Linked DNA regions of Mus musculus: region 1 is linked to region 2. A link is a contact called in public Hi-C data. All regions are on one chromosome and are shown on one strand. The core of a region is the stretch at or near the end of the contact, and the rest is flanking DNA. Distances in the headings are between cores, read along the strand shown. Region 1 overlaps Nrxn3 (neurexin III). Region 2 overlaps Adck1 (aarF domain containing kinase 1).

Region 1 (6,173 bases), core at 2,553-5,052, 990 kb before region 2:
GGATGGGAGAAGACTGAGATTTTGGAGATATAAACACAAAAGGTCACTTACTCACTATTGAATTCAACACCAACTCCCAAGCACTCAGCCTGCCACATCTGTGCTCCGTGGATCACAATTGAAAGAACAAAGCTCAGAGCACAGTCAGGCTCGTTTCTCTAGTGCAAAGCCACTTCCTTCTTGTCTCCAGTATCTGCTTTACTGACGCCTTTCCCCTGTAGGAGTCCACTCACCTGCCTAAGGCAGAGAAGAAGCTCAGTCACACAGCACATTACATAGTGCACATACCAACCAGGTACTGCCCCAGACCATGAATGGGGCTGGAATGGGGCTGGAGAGAGGAACTTAGCTTTAACCCTCAGACAAAAGCAGTTGCCCTTATTCTTCTCTGCCCATAACTTCAGGAATATCATTAGACTTTTATGCTAACAAAGATTGACCACCGAAGTCTTTGGGAAGTTTCCAGACTTATTTATAGTTTAGGATTATAAAACTTTCTGTCTCAGACACCTTCATGTATTTGTTCAGATTAGTCAGATCTGAGAACTAGGTTAAGAGACTATTAAAATAAACAAGCAAACAAACAAACAAACACAGGTTTTCCATTCTGAGTGCTGGGCCAAAGATCTGGGAAAATTTCTTTTTCTCAAAAAAGAACACCAATGCTTGGGTAATTTTTTTCCCTCATTTTCTGAGGCAATGATAGCTAAGGTTTCCAGGCCCTAATTACATGAAGCAATGGCTTTGGGCTGGGCCAATAGAGCATGGAATGAAGACTTTCTTTTAATTTGCCATGTCCTTTACTGCAAAGATCTGGATCTTAATGAATTGAGGTAAAGCTATGTAGAATATCCTAGATAGAACTGTATGACAGTTTGGTGTGTTTTGCATGTATAAGGCCCTGGGTTTCATACTCAGAATGAAAGAAAGGAGAAATGTAAAAGTAGAAAGGAAGGATGCAAAGGAGGAAAGGATCTAGGAAAGAAGAGCAGTCGGGAGGAGAGAAAGGTGGCTCAGGAGACTGGAGCCTTCATATCCATGCAAAGCAGATTTCTTACTACTTAGTGTCAACTTCAGAGGATCTAGAATCCACTATAGAGAAGCAGACCTGTGAGGGGCTGTCAGGATTTGGTCTATCAAGATAGAATGATCCTAATGGAGGGCAGTGCTATTCTTTGGGCTGGTAACCTGGCCTGAATGGAACAAGAATAGCAAGCTAATGGGGGCTGAAGAGATGGCTCAGAGAGTAAAAACACTGACTGCCCTTCCAGAAGACCAAGGTTCCATTCCAAGCACATATAAGGCAGCTCATAACTGTTTTGTTTGCACTGCCAAGATCTTACATCATCATACAAACATACATGCAGGCAAAATACCAATACACATAAAAGTTAAATAAATAAATAAGCTCTTGCCTTCATGCTCCTGGTCTGTCCTCTTGCCCCCCCTGACCCTCCCTCCTCTCCCTCTATGTGCTCATAGCAAGCCTCTTCTCTCTCTCTCTCTCTCTCTCTCTCTCTCTCTCTCTCTCTCTCTCTCTCTCTCTCTCTCTCTCTCTCTCTCTCTCTCTCTCTCTCTCTCTCTCTCCCTCCCTCCCTCCCTCCCCCTCCCCCCTCTCTCTCTCTCTCTCCATTTCTCTGTCTGTACTACCCTCTCAATTCCCCTCCCCATTCCCTGAATAAATGCTATTCTATACTAAAATAAATAAATAAACAACAAGTTTAGCATTAGATCCATATCCTGATAGCATGACTAGATGCTTCAAGCTCCTACCTCTATTCCTACTCCACTATGTTGAGCTACAGTTTTACCCAGAACTACAAACCAAAATGAACTCATCTTTAATTGGCTTTTTTTCAAGATAGTTTGTTGCAGCAATTGGAAAATTAATTAATATACTTATGCTGTCCAGAGTAACCCATAGCTGGAGCCATGCAGCTGTGTTACAGAGCATTACCAGGCCTTCACTGCAGAGAACCCTCTGGGCTCATTCTGGCCATAATAGTTCAGTTTTCTCTAACAAAATATAAAAGTTTCTGAATCAAGACTGGAATCTTGAACCAAAACCATCTAGCTACACTCATAAAAGAAGACCCAAGAACAATGTCCGTTTCTCCCTGCAGGAGTAAGTGTAAAATGACAATTTAGAAGGATTTAACATGGGACAAGTTTGGGGTTTTGCATTTAATGATCATGAACTTGGCAATAAGGCTGGCTCCGGATGCTAGTCCACTTTCTACCAGTTCCTAAAGTGTCCCTAACATTAAGCTAGTTGAGCAGTATATGCCTTGACTTTCCAATCTGTAAAGTAGAAAGAACACTACCAATTTCTCAATGTTATTCTAAATTAAATAATCCATGTAACATTGGACACTTGGCAGATAGCAACAAGTTCTTAATATATGTCAGCTGCTGTTAGTGTAATAGCTTAACATGCCTGATTTCAATTCTATATGACAGGCACATTTCCAGGAATGTCTATGCATCAATAGTCTCCAGACATCGAGGAAGTCTGCACAAAGTTGTAAGAATAAATTAATATTTTCCACAGAGGCTGTTAACCTGAAGTCATAGTGTGATTTAGAACAGGTTTTCTGGAGGATTTCTAAATAGAGAGATACTTTAAGTCTTGGTCAATGGAAGGAAATTTAAGAAAGTTAAGCAAGTTAGACTTGACTCCAAAACTCCAGGATATCATCTGAGCAGTGGAGACAAAGGGATGAACAAAAAGACACAGAAGTTTTGCTTTTCTTTTCTTCCCATGGTGAATACTGCATCTGATGCCTAATACCAAGAAGGAATTGTGTTACTCACATCTATCTATATTTCTTTATCTATTACTGCTCAGGTAAACTATGTTTAGCCATCTTGGTCTCCTTACATACATCCCCATCCTTGGGACCTTAGCAAACAACTGGAAAACATGCTGTCCAATATAACACAGATCTGAAATCATAAAGCAAGACTTTGCTATTTAAATATTGGTTTTCTTGAATACTGCTATTTTGCGATCTACTTTGAAAAAGTGGGTCTTCATGAAAGCTGGGAGCTCAAATAACTGGCATATTTTCACACATGACCAAATTAAGAATCAACTTGGAAATGGTCAATCTAAAGGGAGAGTTCCATCTCTAGTTCTGAAGATAGCATGGCTGACATTGAGAGGAAACAGGTTTTCTCAAAATACACTTCCCCTTTCTAAAAGGAATCAGGAACAATGTTATAGGACAGTATTCCTCACTCTTCTCAAGTAAGAAGCATTCTGTAATAGAAAAGGATAGGAATTGGATTGGGAAGTATTTCCACTTGAACACTGGGAAGGATCGAAGAGACCATTATCCATAGCTGGATACAATGTGAAGTGCTTAAGGGAATAATGTCTTTACGGTTTCAAATGTAGTCTTAATTTTATGTGTGTCTGTGTGTAGTGTGCATGTGTGTGATATGTGCACAGAATTGCAGTGCCTGAGAAGGCCAGATAAAATCTGAAGTTACAGGCTGTGTGAGTCCCTTGACAAGAATGCTGGGAACCAAACTCAAGTCCTGTACAGGAGCAGTACCTTGCTCCTAACTGCTGAGCCATCTCTCTGGCCTGAATAAGTATTTTCAAGTAAATAAATAAAGATATCATACATGAAAAGTTTTAATATTAGTAGGAAGCTGGCTGCTATTTTGAACTTAAAGGTGATTTTCTAGAAAGAAAAATTTGAGCATTAAGGCTAGAGATGGAATTCTGTGTAAAACAAGCAAGTCTCTTACACAGGTGGACAGTAGGTGGCGATACAAGTTAAGGAGTAAGTCTTAGCCTAGCCTTAATGAAATCAGACTTCCGAGACAGAGCCTTAGGTGCTCTGCTATTTTGTGGACCCTCCAATGTTCAGTGCAAAAGAAGGGTATTCGGATTTTAGTTGGATCCTGAATTGCAGCAGAGAAGGTGTTAACTCCCACACACTGCAGGAGCCAACCACAAACCTTCCCCAGTTTGAGTCTACTTAATATTCCCTGCCTAACTCTGATGTGGAAACCTTTCCTTCCCACCAATGTAAACCACACATACCTCAATATGTACCCTACATAAAAGGCACTAATTGTGCAGTGGAATGAAACCAAAAATAGAAAGTTGTGAAAAAATTCAAGATAGAGCCCAGAAGACATAGATGATTTAATTTGCCCACCATTTTCCCTTCCCAGGAGCTCTAAATTGCAGCATTCAGTTGCAGCAAAGTTATTATTATTATTAAGCAGCCTATCTGCAAACTGTCCACAGTAGTAGAACATGGTTGTTAAAGTGCACATTGTCAGTCCCAGCACAATGCACTAACTCAGACATATTGAAAATGAAGGCAAAGAAACAAAATATATGTTTCAAGTATTAAAGTGGCACTGGGAAGTAGAATGGAGTTAATTCTTGTGTTCAAGGAAATTAAATGGAATTAAGGGAGTGGTGTCCTCAGGGCAAGATGCCACACAACTAAGCTTATTGTTTATGCATTTGCAGTTGTACCATAGAGAGTTATATCATGTTTGCCATTATTATCACCTGGTTATTGTCTTCATTGAGACATAAAGAGATATGACTGTGTGTCAAAATGAGAAGGGATCGATTGCAATAGCTATTCTCACTTGTCAACTTGACTATATCTGGAATAATGGCAATCCAGAACAGGTATAGATCCTGTTAAAAGGAATTAAAGAAAATCTTAGGTTCCAACATGGTGGCACATGCCTTTAATTCCAGGAGACAGAGGTAAGCAGACCTCTGAGTTCAAGGCGAGCCTGTTATAGAGCAAGTTTCCAGTAAAGAAGAGCTTGGGTTCAGGCATGGTGATATAGGTCTTTAATGCCAGCACTCAGGAGACAGAGCATGCAGATCTTGGATTTCAAGGTCAGCCTAGTCTACAGAGCAAGCTCCAAGAGAGCCAAGTTTAGGCAATGAAGGGAATAACAATAATAATAACAATAACAATAATAATAATAATAATACTCATGAGATTTAATAGAATGAAGAGGCTATGTTCCAGCTCCAGCAAGCAGCAGAACTTGGCAGCTATGGCCATGTGGTTCTGGCTTTAGAATCAAAAATAGAAGGGGTTACTGGGACAATTAATGCTGGTTAGCTGGAGCTAAGAAATTATCCGTGATTAAGAAGAGATCAGCATCATTGAGGTTAAATCTTCTCAGAAGTGTTTTCTGAGAGCAAAATGAAGCTGTGTTCTAGAGATAGGCTTCATGCTAGCAGCGGGTAATCTTTAAGAATTACCCAGGTGGTTCTTCTTTAGAAGGCATGAGGGGGTCATCAAGAGCAGCTGAGACTTGGCACTGTAAGAGGACACTGGTGAAGGTCCAGCCTCAGTTGCAGTTGGTGGCCAAGGAATGAAGGGGCCATGCAAAGAATTTGAGGCTTGGCACCATGAAGAGAGCCTATGAGAGGCTATTGATGAAGGCTAGTTGAAGTGAAAGACTCCAGAAAATTGGTGATGCCAGTACTGTGGAATGATCACCAAGAACAGCAATAGTAGTGAAGTTAGAGCCTAGAGTTCTACAGAGGGTGAGCTGGAGAAGTCATCCAAGCTCTTTAGAGGAGCTCAGAAGATCATGTATGGATCAGACAATGGAACAAGATTCTATGAAGTTAAAGTTCCCTTGGAAATCCCAAAAATGTTACAGATGTCAGAGTTGTGGGATACATCCTAAGAAAAGCCAGTAACAAGGAGTGGAACAAGGCCAAGAGAAAGAATTGTGTTGTAGTCAACAAAGCTGAAAGGAGTTGGTCATCAGACATGGAGATGGAGTTTTGAGCTTGCCCAGCTGGATTTTGGTTTTTCTTTGGTCCAATATTTCCTTACTATGACATTTTGGAATGTGATATATATCCTGTGATGTTAATACTATGTGATCTGCTTTTTTATTTTGATTTTATAGGGGATCATATTTTAAAAATTACAAGAATCTCAGAAAAGATTTTGAATTTAGGACTTTAAAAATATTTTAAGACTTGTGATAGACTATGGGGACTTCTGAAGTTGAATTAAAAACATTTTGCATTATGTTATAGTTAAGTCTATGGGGGCCTGAGAGTGAAATTTGGTGGTTTGAATAGGTTTGGACTCAATGGATTCATGTGTTTCAATGCTTGGCCATAGGGAGTGGCACTGTAAGGAGGTGTGGACTTA
Region 2 (5,912 bases), core at 1,682-4,181:
TCTGTAAGACAAAGGACACTGTCAATAGGACAAAACAGCAACCAACAGATTGGGAAAATATCTTTACCAATCCTACATCCAATAGAGGGCTAGTATCCAATATATACAAAGAACTCAAGAAATTAGACTCCAAAGAACCCTATTGAAAAATGGGGTACAGAGATAAAGAATTCTCAACTGAGGAATACCAAATGGCTGAGAAGCACCTAAAGAAATGTTCAACATCCTTAGCTATCAGGGAAATGCAAATCAAAACAACCCTGAGATTCCACCTCACACCAGTCAAAATGGCTAAGATAAAAAACTCAGGTGATAGCAGATGCTAGCGAGGATGTGGAAAAAGAGGAACACTCCTCCACTGCTGGTGGGATTGCAAGCTGGTACAACCACTCTGGATATCAGTCTGGCAGTTCCTCAGAAAAATTGGACATAGTACTACCTAAGGACCCAGCTATACCACTCCTGGGCATATACCCAGAAGATGTTCCAACATGTAGTAAGCACATATGCTCCACTATGTTCATAGCAGCCTTATTAATAATAGCCAGAAGCTAGAAACAACCCAGATGTCCCTCAACAGAAAATGTTGTACATTTACACAAATGAGCTATTAAACTCAGCTATTAAAAACAATGAATTTATGAGATTCTTAGGAAAATGGATGGAACTAGAAAATATCATCCTGAATGAGTAACCCAATCACAAAAGAACACACATGGTATGCACTCACTGATAAGTAGATATTAGCCCAGAACCTCAGAATACCCAAGATACAATTCACAGACCACATGAAAATCAAGAAGGAAGACCAAAGTGTGGATACTTCGATCCTTCTTAGAAGGGGGAACAAAATACTCATGGAAGGAGTTATAAAGACTAAGTGCAGAGCAGAGACTGAAGAAAAGACCATCCAGAGACTGCCCCTGGATGTATCTGGGAATCCATCCCATATACAGTCACCAAACCCAGACACTATTGTGGATGCCAACATGTGTTTGCTGACAGGAATCTGTTATAGCTGTCTCCTGAGAGGCTCTACCAGTGCCTGACAAATACAGAGGTGAATGCTCACAGTCATCCATTGGACTGAGCACCAGAAGATGAGAGAAAGGACACAAGGAGCTGAAGGGGTTTGCAGCCCCATAGGAGGAACAACAATATGAACTCACCAGTACCCCCAGAGCTCCCAGGGACTAAACCACCAACCATAGAGCACACATGGTGAGACTCATGGCTCCAGCTGCATATGTAGCAGAGGATGGCCTTGTTAGTCATCAATTCGAGGAAAGGTCCTTGGTCCTGTGAAGGCTCTATGCCCCAGTGTAGGGGAATGCCAGGGCCAGGAAGTGGGAGTGGATGGGTTATGAGCAGGGGGAGGGGAGGAGGGGATAGAGGGTTTTCGGAGGGGACACCAGGAAAGAGGATACCATTTGAAATGTAAATAAAGAAAATATCTAATTTAAGGGGAAAAAAGGAGAGCTGGCAATCTATTCAAGGTCCATCTCCTGATGTTTAGCTTAAGGCTCATCAGCCTACACACATGCAACACATGACAGAGTCCAGACAAACTCCAAAAAATTAGAGTTGTGTACGAGGACTCACATGTAGCCTTTTCTTACTACCCAGACTGAAAAAGCGTCATAATTCATACTCAGAAAGTTCCGGCCTCAGTAAGCAGAGATACCCTAAATACTGTCTCATTCCAATTAACAAATATTAAAGCAAGACCTGAAAAAAAATCCAACTAGCCCCCCAAAACTTAACAAAGCCTTAGATCAAAATTTAAGAACATTCATTACAAAATATATAATACCCAAAAAGATAAAACTCAATATCTAACAACTATTGGAAAATGAACAGATATGCAGATGACAGAGAAAGCATGACATACTTTATGTCCTGAGAGGAGGGACAAATATCAAACAAAATCAACTAAGATCTGAAACTGATGCTCCAGTTAGTAAAGAACAGCATTCAAGCCACGCCTGGTGATGCAGGCCTGCATCCCCAGCCCTCAGAGGTGAAAGGATCCCAAGCTTAAAACCTGTCTAGACTAGAAAGGGAGTCTAAGCCAAGGCAGGGTTATGAGTTAGGTGGTCTGGGTGCATCATGCCATTGTATTTCTAAAGAAACAGAAATTAAAATGATAGCTTTCCAGATCAACGAGTGTGTGTTCCCAGCTCCTCTGTAAGTGCCTTGGCAATGGTGTTTTATCACTGCAAAAGAAAAGCAACTAATTACAAAGAGTCTTACCATGGAACTCTGGCCGGCATGGCGAATGCCATGTGGGACAGGCTGACCTCCAGCTCACCAAGATCTGCCTGCCTCCTTCTCCCAAGCACCGGGATTAAGGGTGTGCACCAACACATTTATCTGGCTTTCTTCAAACATGGCTTCTGGGAACTGAACTCAGACCCTCAGACTTGCATGGCAATGAGCCATCTCCTGGACCAACACCTATATCTTAATAGGGAACGGAGTTTTAGGCTGAAGGAACTCGTCTCTAGTGGTGGAGTTAACATCACCAACAATAATTTAGGGAGTTGTAAAGTAAAAGATGTCCCGGGATCCCTGGAATTCCATCAAATGAGCTGTCACAACTAACTACAAGCACTCAGCAAACAGTAAACGAGTTGCAAATTTAAGAGAATAACAATGTTATTACTTGCAACTTGGGGCTCCCCTTGCCAAAGAGCAAGCCTGCCTGCACAGATGCCCACAGGAGTTGGGGACCTGAACTCGTCAATCTGGAGACTATCCATTTGGGAACTTCATGGCCAGAAAAGCTACAGAGAACCCTTCCCTCCATCTGCCCCTTAATCACACACAGTGAGAAAATGCATAATTAATTTGTTCTCACAGTTGCTCGGCGACCGGAAAAGTGGGGGCATTTCTGGAATGGCTGCTACAGACAAGAATAACAAATGCCAAGGCCATGAGCAGAATAACACACCCAGACAGCCTGCATCCCCTCTTGGCTCGCTGTGCTTGTTCAGGATACCCGCCTGAATGTGGGATGACAGTCTCTTTTTCACATCTATACAGTCTTATACTCTCATGGCTGACAGCAGAAATCAAAACAAACCCTCAAAAGATACAGGCAAGAAGACCTCACTCTTAGAAGGAGAGTGACGCTGAGCAGGTTTGGGGGCATATGGAGAACGTTAGGTAGGGAAGCGAGGGAAAACTGACTACAGGTAGTGGTTAGACAATGTGCTTTCAACTTGAGTGGGTATGAAATCATCTAAGAGACATGCTTCCCCGGAAGAGTTATCTGAGGGGGAATGTCCCCCGAGTGGACAGTACCTTCCAACAGAAGCCCAGACAAAAAGAGAGCTGAGGAAATGGCGGTAATGCTACTTTTGCCTGCTTGCCTTTGCATCTTGTGACTAAGTACATCTACTCTGCCGCTGTTGCTGCTGCCACCACCACGGCTGCTATCCTTCGCTAATACCAGAACCCAGCTTCTTGGGCCTTCCTATGAGAGCTGAAGATTGGTGGGTCTCTGGGAATCTTCCAGGCCTTTGGTGCCAGACTGGAACTGCAGAGGTATCCATCCTCCTACAGTCAGAAGCTACAGGGCTCTCAGCCTTTCCAGTGAACAAAGAGACATTGCTGGACTGCCTAACCTGTCCAGGTCAGCTAATCTAATTATACCACTTTGTATACATTCATGTTCTGTGTTCTGTTCCTCTCGGCCTGTGGGTTGCAACCCCTTTTGGGGGGTCTTATATCAGATATCCTGCTTATAAAGTATTTATATTACAATTCATAACAGTTATGAAGTAGCAACGTGATAATTTTATGATTGGGGTCACTACAACATGAGGAACTGTATTAAAGTGTTGTAGCATTAGGAAGTTCAGAACCTAGAGGATCCTGACTAATACAAATAACATTGACACTTGTTAGTCTAATCACATGTACTAAAGACACTGTGATGCCATAGAAAAGTGACCTGGCTTAGGGAAGTAGACAGGAATTACAGCTTAAAGTCCCTCGGTGATACGTAAACAAGAATTAGGACAACATATTTCAGGCAGAGGCACCAGGTACAGCATTCATTTTATTACTCTCTGGGCTTTGTATCAACATTTAGGACTCTTCATAGTGAGATTTGTTTTCCTAACAGAGCCAACAGCAGTTCACACCCTGCAGAAGAAAATCAGGCTGCTAATAATCCCACGACCCTGAGCTAGGGAGATGAGAGGGACATTGCCCAGGTACACAGGGGTAATCTGCACAGCTCTTGAAAGGAAGACAAAGGCAGGGGAGCACTAGAGAGACAGCAGCACAAGAACTAGACCAGACGCTGCTGGCCTGGAAGACGGGAAGAGAGGATCATGAGCCAAGACACCTGGGGCATCTATAAAAACCAGAAAGCTAGTCAGGTGTTGTCTTAACTACGGTTTCTATTGCTGGAAAGAGACCATGGCCATAGCAACTCTTATAAAGGACAACATTTTCTGGGCAGTGGTGGTGCATGCCTTTAATTCCAGTACTTGGGAGACAGGTAAGTGGATCTCGAGGCCAGCCTGGTCTTCAGAGCAAGTTCAGGACAACCAGGACTACACGGAAAAATCCTGTCTCAAAAAAACATTAATTAATTAATTAAGGAAAGCATTTAATTGGGGCTGGCTTACCATTTTAGAGGTTTAGTCCATTATTATCCTGGAGGCACACAGGCAGACATGATGCTAGAAAGGAGTTGAGAGTTCTACATCTGGATCAACAGGAAGAAAGAGTGACACTAGGCAGCATCAGAAACTTCAAAGCCCATCCCTTAGTGACACATCTCCTCCTACAAAGCCACAACTACTCCAAAGGCCATTCCTCCTAATAGTATCACTCCCTCTGGGCCTAGAGGGGTAATTTTCTTTCAAACCATCACAGATATGGTGGCACACACCTTTAATCACAGCAGAATCGGGGGCAGGAGGATCTCTATGAATTCAAGGACAGCTTGGTCTATACAATAAGTTCTAGGCCCACCAAGGTTAAATAGTGAGACCTTGTCTCAAAAAAAGGAAAGACAGAGAAAAGGAAGGAAGGAAGGAAGGAAGGAAGGAAGGAAGGAAGGAAGGAAGGAAGGAAGGGAGAGAAGTGGACAGGAGGGAAGGAATCAGAAAAATCAAAGAGATGAATGTTCCCCCAGAGCCTCCACAGGGAACACCACTTGCTGACACATTTTGTCCACACAGAATCACTCTGAGCTTCTGACCTCCAGTACCCTAAGACTGTATTGTTTTAAGCCACCATTCAATAGTAATTTCTTATGGCAACCACAGGAAACTAACATAGTAGCTGTCTTGAAATGCCTTATTTCTGAAATGGAGTTTCTAAGTGAAATCTGATGGTGCAGTGGCGTCTACACTGGGATATTTAACTCACACACATTCTTGGAGGCTATTCCCCATGCTCTGGCACACTGTCTCTCCCCAAGCCCAGCCTCCCTCCTCACCTCTGCCCTGCCATCCCCGAAGCTCTACCCATGGCAGCTTACACTCTGCCATTGCCCTGCAGTCCTGCAGGGAAGCTGATAAAGGAATAATGAGAACCAGAGTCACACAGGAGCCATATGGCATCTATCCCTGTCCATGGCTACATGTCTATAGCAATGTCAAAAGGATATTGACACATGACAGGGACCTTGCACTGCTTTCAGGTACAGACCCTGACCATGTACCAGCACGGACGCTGCAAGCTCTTGAGAGCGGCCATCATCCGTGTGGCAAGGTAACATAAACACAGGAAAGGAAACCAGCTCACCCTGTAAATAGAACCCAGGGAAGTACAAAGCCAGCTCTGGCTCCTCTGAGAGCCTCCCAGTCTCCCACCCTCCACCTTTGCTGGTTGGCTCTTCATACACAGCCCAGGTCAGAGAGCCCTCCTCAACCTCACCTTCATTTGTC

What was found. A called contact is a pair of places that touch in the nucleus more often than the background predicts.
Region 1: a contact with region 2 is called in a Hi-C map of cortical neurons, with 4 times the contacts expected there. The contact joins two enhancer-like sites. A contact is called at or near these places in 3 of 484 Hi-C or Micro-C datasets (all in cortical neurons) and 1 of 115 datasets of contacts at active chromatin or transcription factors (astrocytes).

What each region holds. Positions count from the first base shown.
Region 1 is chr12:89,381,085-89,387,257 of GRCm38.p6, reverse strand. The region is part of intron 9 of Nrxn3 (neurexin III); the gene reads right to left. Among named protein-coding and RNA genes, the nearest start is that of Gm40537, 410 kb to the right of the region's middle. Within about 2 kb of position 3,802, at least 8 of the 459 cell types and tissues checked have an H3K27ac peak or open chromatin away from gene starts, as enhancers often do. A contact at or near this core is called in cortical neurons, where this site is marked.
Region 2 is chr12:88,385,985-88,391,896 of GRCm38.p6, reverse strand. All of the region lies in intron 3 of Adck1 (aarF domain containing kinase 1), which reads right to left. Among named protein-coding and RNA genes, the nearest start is that of 3200001D21Rik, 12 kb to the right of the region's middle. Within about 2 kb of position 2,931, at least 19 of the 459 cell types and tissues checked have an H3K27ac peak or open chromatin away from gene starts, as enhancers often do. A contact at or near this core is called in cortical neurons, where this site is marked.